Linked DNA regions of Macaca mulatta: regions 2 and 3 are each linked to region 1. A link is a contact called in public Hi-C data. All regions are on one chromosome and are shown on one strand. The core of a region is the stretch at or near the end of the contact, and the rest is flanking DNA. Distances in the headings are between cores, read along the strand shown.

Region 1 (2,700 bases), core at 62-2,561:
CTAAAGTGGGATCCTTAGTCTCTGAAAACCTTTAATTATTCTTAAATTCCCTTCGATTAAGAAAAATATCACAGGCACGCAAGCACACCTCAGCAGCCACGGCGCCCAGCAAAACAAATAGTGATGAGGATGAGGATGATACGAGAGGGGTTACACAATCTCTCTGCTTCAGACTGGGGGGCGTGTCCCCCAAGGTTTTCTCTTCCTTTCTACTGGAACGACAGCTGTAGCGCCACAGGGAGAACCCAGCCACACGGCCTGCAGGGCCCCAGGATTTTGTGTGGGGTGCAGAAAGGAAAGAAGGAAAATCTGAGGTTCCGAAAAGTGCACAAGAAAACAGGCTCGGCGCGGCGTTGGGAGCGAGCGCCGGGGGTTTGGGGATTCGGTGCGGCCGGGTGAGAGCCTCGGCCACCCCAGGGAGTGGAGGAAGCAGCGCTCACCGCCCCGTCCACCCGCTCGGCCCCGGCCCCCCGCACCCCACCCTCGGGGCGACCCGGACGCGCTCGGTGGGCGTCCCAAGGTGCAAACCAGCTGGGGAAGACGGCGGGTCCTGAGGCTCTCGGGGTCTGGGGCAGGAGGGAGGAATCTTCTGTACCCGTTGTTCTCCGCACAGCAGCAGCTCCGGGTAACTGAACTCCACGCAGCTCTCGTCGGTGGGGTCCTTGAGCACCAGCTCCAGGCGCACCGTCTCCCTCGGCGGCCGCGGCGGCTGCTCAGCCCGGGAAGCCGACTCCCGCGGCGGGGGCGGCTGCAAGGGCAGCTGCGGGAGCGGCGGCGGTGGCTCGGGCCGCGGGGGCTCGCGCTGCAGCGACATGGGCGGCTCGGCGCGGCTGACCTCGCGCTGGGGGAGCGGCTTCTCCCGCGGCGGGGGCTGCGCGTCCGAGCGGGGGGCAGGCTCCCGCGGGGCCGGCGGCTCCGCCCGGGCCGGCTCGCGGTACGGCTGCGGCTCCAGCCGGGGGGGTTCGCGGGGGTACTCGGGCTCGCGCTCGGGCCCCGGGTACTCGGCCTCGCGCCGCCGCACCGGTGACAAGCTAATGAACGCTACTCTGCGCGGCTCCGCCATCCCCACTGTTCTGGCCCTCTGCTTTAGCTCGAGCCGGCGCTCGCTTCTACGCCGCGCTGCGTGCCTGCCCGCCCTTCCTCTTGCTCTCCGTCGCTTTTCTTCCCTCCACCACCCTCAGCCGTCTCCGCCGACGCCACGGTGAGTGCGGACCGCGTCCCCTTCCCCGCTACTACGTTCTGATGGGCTTCACCGCCATCGCCAGGGTCGCCGCGGCCGCCATGTTGGATCCCCCACATAAATAGAAGCAGGCCGCTGAGCGGGCGCATGCGCACAGAGGAGACGCTCGCGTCCACTGTCGTGGCTGTTGCTCAGTTTTCCTCTTTTCCTCCCAACAGTCTGGCGTCCAGACAGGTCGGCGGAAGTGACGACATGGCTCGGCCTGTTTCCGTGGAAACGGAGACGCCGTCTGCACCCTTTCTCAAAGGGAGGGTTCTGGGGTTTCCGGAGCAGCTTCCTATTCGTACCCGGAAACCAGAGGCGCTCCAGGAGCTTCCCGGGGCGAGCATCGGGATGTGCCTGAGACCGACCTAGCCATGGCGCCGGGTCTCCCGCGCTGGGTTCAAGGGAACTGGGGTTGTTAGCTGATTATTCAAGGCGGACTCTGGGCAAAGGTAGACAGACGCGCCGGCCGTCGTGCCTGCCAGGCCTGTGTCCCCGTAGCCCTAAGTATCGAGGGAAAAAAGGAAGTGCCCACCTTCAGCCCGACTAGCCCCAGCGGCTTCCCTCCCGAAAGCGCAGGCCTCTCCTTCCTCGACCTACTCTGGTTTCCCTCGCCCGGCCGCAGTGGGCGTTGCGTGGGGCAGGGTCATTAAATGTTCAATAACGCTTTGCAGTTGGAAAATTAACAAGCAGGTGAAGAGTTCTGGGCTCATTCAGAAGGCCTAAACTGTTGAAATCATAGAAAACTTCTTAAGAGGGTTTGGTGGTATTTCAGGAAACGTACTGTTTAAAAGAATGCTAAAGGACCCATTTCAGGTTGGGGAAGGAATTGATTGGGCACGCCCCATAGGCTCACTTGTAATTAATTAATTGGAAGTCAGGTCTGAAAGGATGAGAATTACTGGCCATTTTAATCCATTGAATAAAAAGTAAATTTGAGGGGTCGCCCTTCACATCCAAGCCTTCTGTTAATTGCATTAACTGGATTAACTGTTGAAAGCTCTTTTATTAAGTCTGTGACGTCATAGACAAATTCTGAGAGGGTACTATTTTTTCCTCTCCTATTACTTTCTCTACTTGGACGAAGATGGTGATGAAATCTATGATTCCAAAGATCTCTCCCAACTCTAAAACCCTATCTTTTCTCCTCGGCACCATGTTTTACCTCCGTTATCTCCTTCCCCATTGCTCCTTTTCTGATTACGAATTCGGGTCTCATTTTTAGATTGTCTTTGTGATACTTAAATGACCTGCCTTCAGTCTCTATCCCCGCCAGTCTTGAGACGGGGTCATATTAATATCTCTAAAAGAGTTTTTATTATATCATTCTCTGCTCTGGCTGCAACTTACCTACAAACTAAGTTCTATGAATGTATACTCATATTCAATATCCTCCACAGTTTAGCTCAGAGACTGCAAACTGATGGTCTGTGGGCCAAATCCTAGTACAGGTGTGTTACTTGTCCAACATTATCTTC
Region 2 (2,700 bases), core at 83-2,582, 110 kb before region 1:
GAGAATCGCTTGAACCTGGGAAGCGGAGGTTGCGCTGAGCCGAGATCGCAATCTTAGAATGGCTTCCCATTACACTTACAAAAAAGTTTAAATTCTTGTTCCGCCTACCACCTCATCTACCTCCACTTCATCCACACACCCTAGGGCTAAACCACTCTCAATTGGCAATTTTTCTCCCCTTTGGCTTTCAATTGTTTAGCTTTTAAATCTGGACCCTAACCCCAATTTACTTGCTAACTCCAAATTAGCCCTCAGGTCCCTGATTAATTTCCTCCGGAAAACCTTCCCTAACTACCCCTTCTTTATACCCCAGCCCCTGTTGTCTACACCTTGAGCACTTATTTATCCTAAGTGCTTTACTGTATTGCTCCCTCAGGTGGGGAGCAAGCTTCTTAAAGGACAGGACCCATGTGCATCTGATTCTTTCTATTTAGACTAGGTTCCTAGCACAACCCCTAAGTTATCACCTTTTAAAAACTAGGTGAATTTGAGTTCTAAGATTTTACATTCTGACGTCCATGGCTCAGAAATTCGACAGTTGATCGTTCTCCCTTTCCCAACATTGCTCAAGGGCAGCAAGTTTCCTTCCCTAAAGCCCAGTTTTTCTTTTCCGTCTCAAAAAGAAATGCTTATTGGAATAACTTTTCTAGGGGACGGACGAGGAGATTGTTGGCCAAATGCTGTGGCTTTAAATCTAGTGACAGTACACCCTTCAAGTCCATCTTCATTCTTTAATCCCCAGCATTTCCTCTATTCCACTTTCCTGACTTTACCCTCCACAAAGGAAACAGACCAGCCAATGAAATCCTTTGGGACGGGTCCGCCCCTTTGCAGGACAGACTGACGTCCCCAGAGCGACTCTGCGCCCCCGCCGGTCCTTTGGTCCCCGAGTTTATGCCAGAGCATGGAGCCTAGGGCCTGGGTTGGTTTGGTCAGAACCAGGGCTCCGTGGGAGGGTTGGCCTCAGAAATGCCGTAATTAGACACCGTGCTCCCCATCCCAGCCCAGACCCGACTCTTCCTCCCTCCCCAGCACGCGGAGAACCTGGGACAGGGCTCCCGTACCCGATGTGCACGGAAAGCCTTCACAAGGTACCGATAGGCCGCGGTGTCGCGATAGGGTCGGCCGGTGGCCGCGCTCAGGTAGCGCAACTCCCGCAGAAGTCCTCGCAAAGTGCGCGCCGGGGACCCTAAGGCCGCCATTTTCCTGTCCTTCTCCGAGCCTGGTGCCCGACGGCGTCCTACGACCCTGCAAAACCCCTCCTCCCGGCCGGGCGCCTAATGGTACGGTCGGACGACTACCGGCTCCTCCTATCGACTGACTAGCAGTGGAACCGCTCACTTGTCCGTTGTACCGAGCCTTATTAATCGAAGGCCGAGGGGCGCCCTAACAAGAAAAGCAAACAAAACCCAAGCGTTAACTGACGCTACCAGGTCCTCTAACCCACAACAAGGATTTGGGTAAATAGGGGCCTTTCTTCACGACGTCATTTAAGATGCCCGTTAGCCGACCAACCGCTGAGTCTCAGGAGGAGCGGGCCCAGCGCGGGGTGTGGGTGTGGATTTGATACGGAACACGCTGAGAAGACATTTTAAAATGATTTATAGAAGGGATATCAAAAGTCAACGTACTGACGTTTCCCCAAATCCCAGGGCACCTGCGGCTCAGAAAAAGGACATGGGAGTGTGCAGATTCTCGAAAATTGCAGCTAGTAAAAACACAAACACACGCGCTTCCCATTTAAAAAAAAAAAAAAAAAGTAAAGTTGGCATATTTCGCTTTGTTTAGAAAGGTAAAAATGTACTTGAAAGGCCAAAAATCTCAGGCCACCCCAGATGGGACTCGAACCCACAATCCCTGGCTTAGGAGGCCAATGCCTTATCCATTAGGCCACTGGGGCTTCTGTGAGTGACGCGCTCAAACAACATATTCAATTATTTTCCTCTTTGGTACGTCATCGTCATTTCATTTTTGCCTTACCCTATCCCACGAAACCACACCTAGCGCCCACGTGAGGGGTGACGTATGCTGGGACTTGTAGTTAGAGAACAAAAGTCCACATTACTGCGCCAAACGCTTTACCCTCGAAACTGCACCGATGCTCCGGACGTTGAACGGGCACGCGCACGCGTTTGCGTACGCGCTTGCCTGCGCAGTAGTCCCCGCGCCTGCGCAAAAGCAGGCATACGCCGTCGCGGAGCACGCGCGCTGGGCAAATTGGCCGGATATTCGAGACTCGCCCTCTGAACGTCAGCCCTGTTGGGTTTTTACCGGAAACAGTCTGACCTTTTCCGGTGTTGCGACTTTCCGGGTGGAGATTTGCTCCAGCGGCCGTTAGGTGGTGCCTGCCGCGGTCAGTTTCTGCTTCCGGTTGAAGCGTTGAGGCCATTTCCGCAGGCCGAGCGCGGTTGCTTACGCCTGTAATCCCAGCATTTTGGGCGGCCGAGGCGGGCGGATCAGCCTCAGATCATCTTAGGTCGGGAGTGCGAAACCAACCTGACCAACACGGAGAAACCCTGTCTCTGCCAAAAATACAAAATTAGCCGGGCGTGGTGGCGCATGCTTGTAATCCCAGCTACTCGGGAGGCTGAGACAGGAGAATTGCTTGAACCCTGGAGGCGGAGGTTGCAGTGAGCCGAGATCGCGCCATTGCACTCCAGCCCGGGCAACAAGAGCGAAACTCCATCTCAAAAAAAAAAA
Region 3 (2,700 bases), core at 74-2,573, 100 kb after region 1:
GTCTTGATCTCTTGACCCCATGATCCGCCTGCTGGCCTCCCGAAGTGCTGGGATTACAGGTGTGAGCCATTGCGCCCAGCCAAATTTAGTTTTTTAGTTCATTTTTTATCAGGTTTATAGTTAACTTAGAATCCGGAATCTGTGCCTGACTAGATTTACAGGGGATTTGTACAGGAAGCCCCAGAATGCACGCACCTATTACAACAGCAGAGCAACCAGCATTCTCACCTAATCATTCATCTACAGTCTGGTATTCACATGCTAAGAAGCAATGTTCTTTGGGCATTACCTCCAATAGGGTAATAGCTCCAGTGAAATCTCTTTTTGAAAGTAGCTCCTCTAGTTTTGGAATCTTCCTACCTTTCTTCTTTTTTTTGTCAGTGGGCTGTACGCCTCTGCCTACAGCAGGTTTGGCCCTTGAAAGCATCTGTAAAAGAAACAAAGACAGCTGTATGGTCCAATTCTGATTATCAGATTTAAACTGAGAGTGGCAGCTCTATAGTTTAAAAGTCAAGGCTGGGCACAGTGGCTCACGCCTGTAATCCCAGTACTTTGGGAGGCCAAGGCGGGCGGATCATGAGGTCAGGAGTTCGAGACCAGCCTGGTCAACATGGTGACACCACGTCTCTACTAAAAATGCAAAAATTAGCCGGGCATGGTGGCAGGTGCCTGTAGTCCCAGCTGCTCGGGAGGCTGAGGCAGAAGAACGCTTGAACCTGAAGGCGGAGTTTGCTGTGAGCTGAGATCACGCCACTGCACTCCAGCCTGGGCAACAGAGCGAGACTCCGTCTCAAAAAAAAAAAAAAAAAAAAAGTTATAAGTCAAATCCTTAACAACGAACCCCAGGGAAGCCTATTCACACTTGCTTTGTAACAGGTATTCTAGTAGAAGAGCCATCACCCAATACTTAGGAAGGACCAGACAGCTACTCCCAACTTTATCTTCACTGGCTAGAGATGCTTTCGCACAGCTTCTGTCATCTCAGCTTTCCCTTCCTCTGCTTCCCATCCCACGAGTGGTTTAGATGTGGGTAAATGGAGAAGCAGGAGGGAAGAAAGCATCGAGGTATCTACAGTTGCATCCCTGTCCCCCGTGGGAACACAGGGAGAGCTGGGGATTACCCTCTGCGGACACACCTAGACTTTACACAGAAGTGTGCTGGGAACCTCGAATCGCCAGCCTCAGGACCTACTCAAAGTAATCCCTCACTATTCAGAGCCACTAACCATCTTGACGTCGGTCTTGTGAGTCCCCTCCAGACAGCAAAGGCCGGGCCTCAGCGTTTCGCCGCATCCACACAGGACGCTCTGTCTCCACGGCAACCCCGCCGCGAGGCTGGTACGTCGGGGAGAAAAGCTCGTTGGAGAACCAGCGCCCGCGGCTTCTTGGTTCCGTGCAGCTTCTGCCGCGGAAGAGCAGCGGTTCCTCTTGGGAGGAGAGCGTCGTTCTCTGTGCTGAGAGCGAAAGTTTGGTTGTGTCTCTATTTATGAGTTTACTTTAGGAAAAGGCGAATTGGAATGGCATTGTTTTTCAAATGCAAGTTTTCTGGGAAGGAAATTTTCAGGGACCACTTCCGTTTTGGGCCGCGTTGGACTCCATAGCAACCCTTGGCTGCGTGCACCGCAGAATCTTGGTCTCTGGCTGGTGCGGGAAGCTTAGAAAATTTCTGCTGAAGGAGTTGTAGTTCTGTGATTTGGAGGCAGGAGTGCATCAAAATACAGTTTCCTATTTCCACAGATACATCTACACACAATAGAGAACTGTAATAAATATTTGTCGATTGGATGACTTAATTTATCTATCTTACTCCGGAACCCAGTTAATGCAGGGGCAACCATAATCTTTAAATTCACGAAATCGTGAAATGTTAGAGTTGGAAGAGACCTTACAGGACCTCTGGTCAACCCCTCAGAATTAACAGACTGAAGAACTAACATCTTGTTAGTTAACTAATGTCAGCCTAAAAAGCTCAGGGATCCAATTGAAAGAGTTTATTCAAGTGCAAAGTGTGAGGGCGGCTATCCCGGGAACCACAGACAGCAAAGAATGGTGATCCGTGCTCCCTGATGTAGGGAACGGTGAGGGTCGTTTATATCGCCAAAAACAGGGGTGCTGTACATAATTACAGCATTTTCAAGATGAGGCTAACGTACACAGAAGATTAAATTCACTACTATTGATTATACTCTAAGGGGGATGTTTAATATTCTATTGTAAAGAGGTAACAATCACAAGGGTCTCTATCTCCAACGTCATTTAGTCTGAATAAAGAATAAAAAATCTGGTTAATATATAACATCAACACAAAGATCAGGAAGCAACAGTCATGCACCAGAGAAGAAAAACAGCCATGTTCTGTGAGTTAGTTTACAGGGCTTAACGTTTCCCCTTGGCATAATATGTTTGGAAGGTGCTGAAATTTTCTTTTCACATTTTCCCTTTTCTTCAAAAGCTTTCGGAGAAAGCATTATAGAAGAATTATATTCTCAGGCCGTGTATTTGATCAAACCTCATGTCACTAGGAAGGCTCCTTCCTGGCAGTCACATCCCAAGGAGGAGGGGAAATTGGAAAGGACCAAGTCCGAATTATAAAGCAACAAGAGAAAGTAGTTCTGGAACCTGATTCAGGCTACATGGCTGCCTCTTCAAACAAACAATTATCTGAGTAGTCTTTGTTCTAATTTTCTCAGCTGTGTGTTG

Evidence for each region. A called contact is a pair of places that touch in the nucleus more often than the background predicts.
Region 2: a contact with region 1 is called in a Hi-C map of liver, with 1.9 times the contacts expected there. The contact joins the promoter of FMC1 here to the promoter of UBN2 in region 1. A contact is called at or near these places in 2 of 14 Hi-C or Micro-C datasets (fetal cortex germinal zone and liver).
Region 3: a Hi-C map of liver shows a contact between it and region 1, with 4 times the contacts expected there. The contact joins the promoter of IFT56 here to the promoter of UBN2 in region 1. A contact is called at or near these places in 3 of 14 Hi-C or Micro-C datasets (blood, fetal cortex germinal zone and liver).

The regions. Positions count from the first base shown.
Region 1 is chr3:179,071,233-179,073,932 of T2T-MMU8v2.0, reverse strand. UBN2 (ubinuclein 2) reads right to left here and starts at 1,311. Exons shown (of 19, transcript XR_013415641.1): 1 at 89-1,311.
Region 2 is chr3:179,181,156-179,183,855 of T2T-MMU8v2.0, reverse strand. FMC1 (formation of mitochondrial complex V assembly factor 1) reads right to left here and starts at 1,332. Exons shown (of 2, transcript NM_001194423.2): 1 at 1,065-1,332. The coding sequence starts at 1,202. LOC144339986 reads right to left here and starts at 2,510. Exons shown (of 2, transcript XM_077997542.1): 1 at 2,083-2,510; 2 at 1,249-1,386. The coding sequence starts at 2,389. The coding sequence ends at 1,364. TRNAR-CCU (transfer RNA arginine (anticodon CCU)) reads right to left here and starts at 1,900; the gene lies at 1,828-1,900.
Region 3 is chr3:178,970,206-178,972,905 of T2T-MMU8v2.0, reverse strand. It overlaps IFT56 (intraflagellar transport 56), which reads right to left and starts at 1,323. Exons shown (of 18, transcript XM_001106020.5): 1 at 1,227-1,323; 2 at 290-427. The coding sequence starts at 1,229.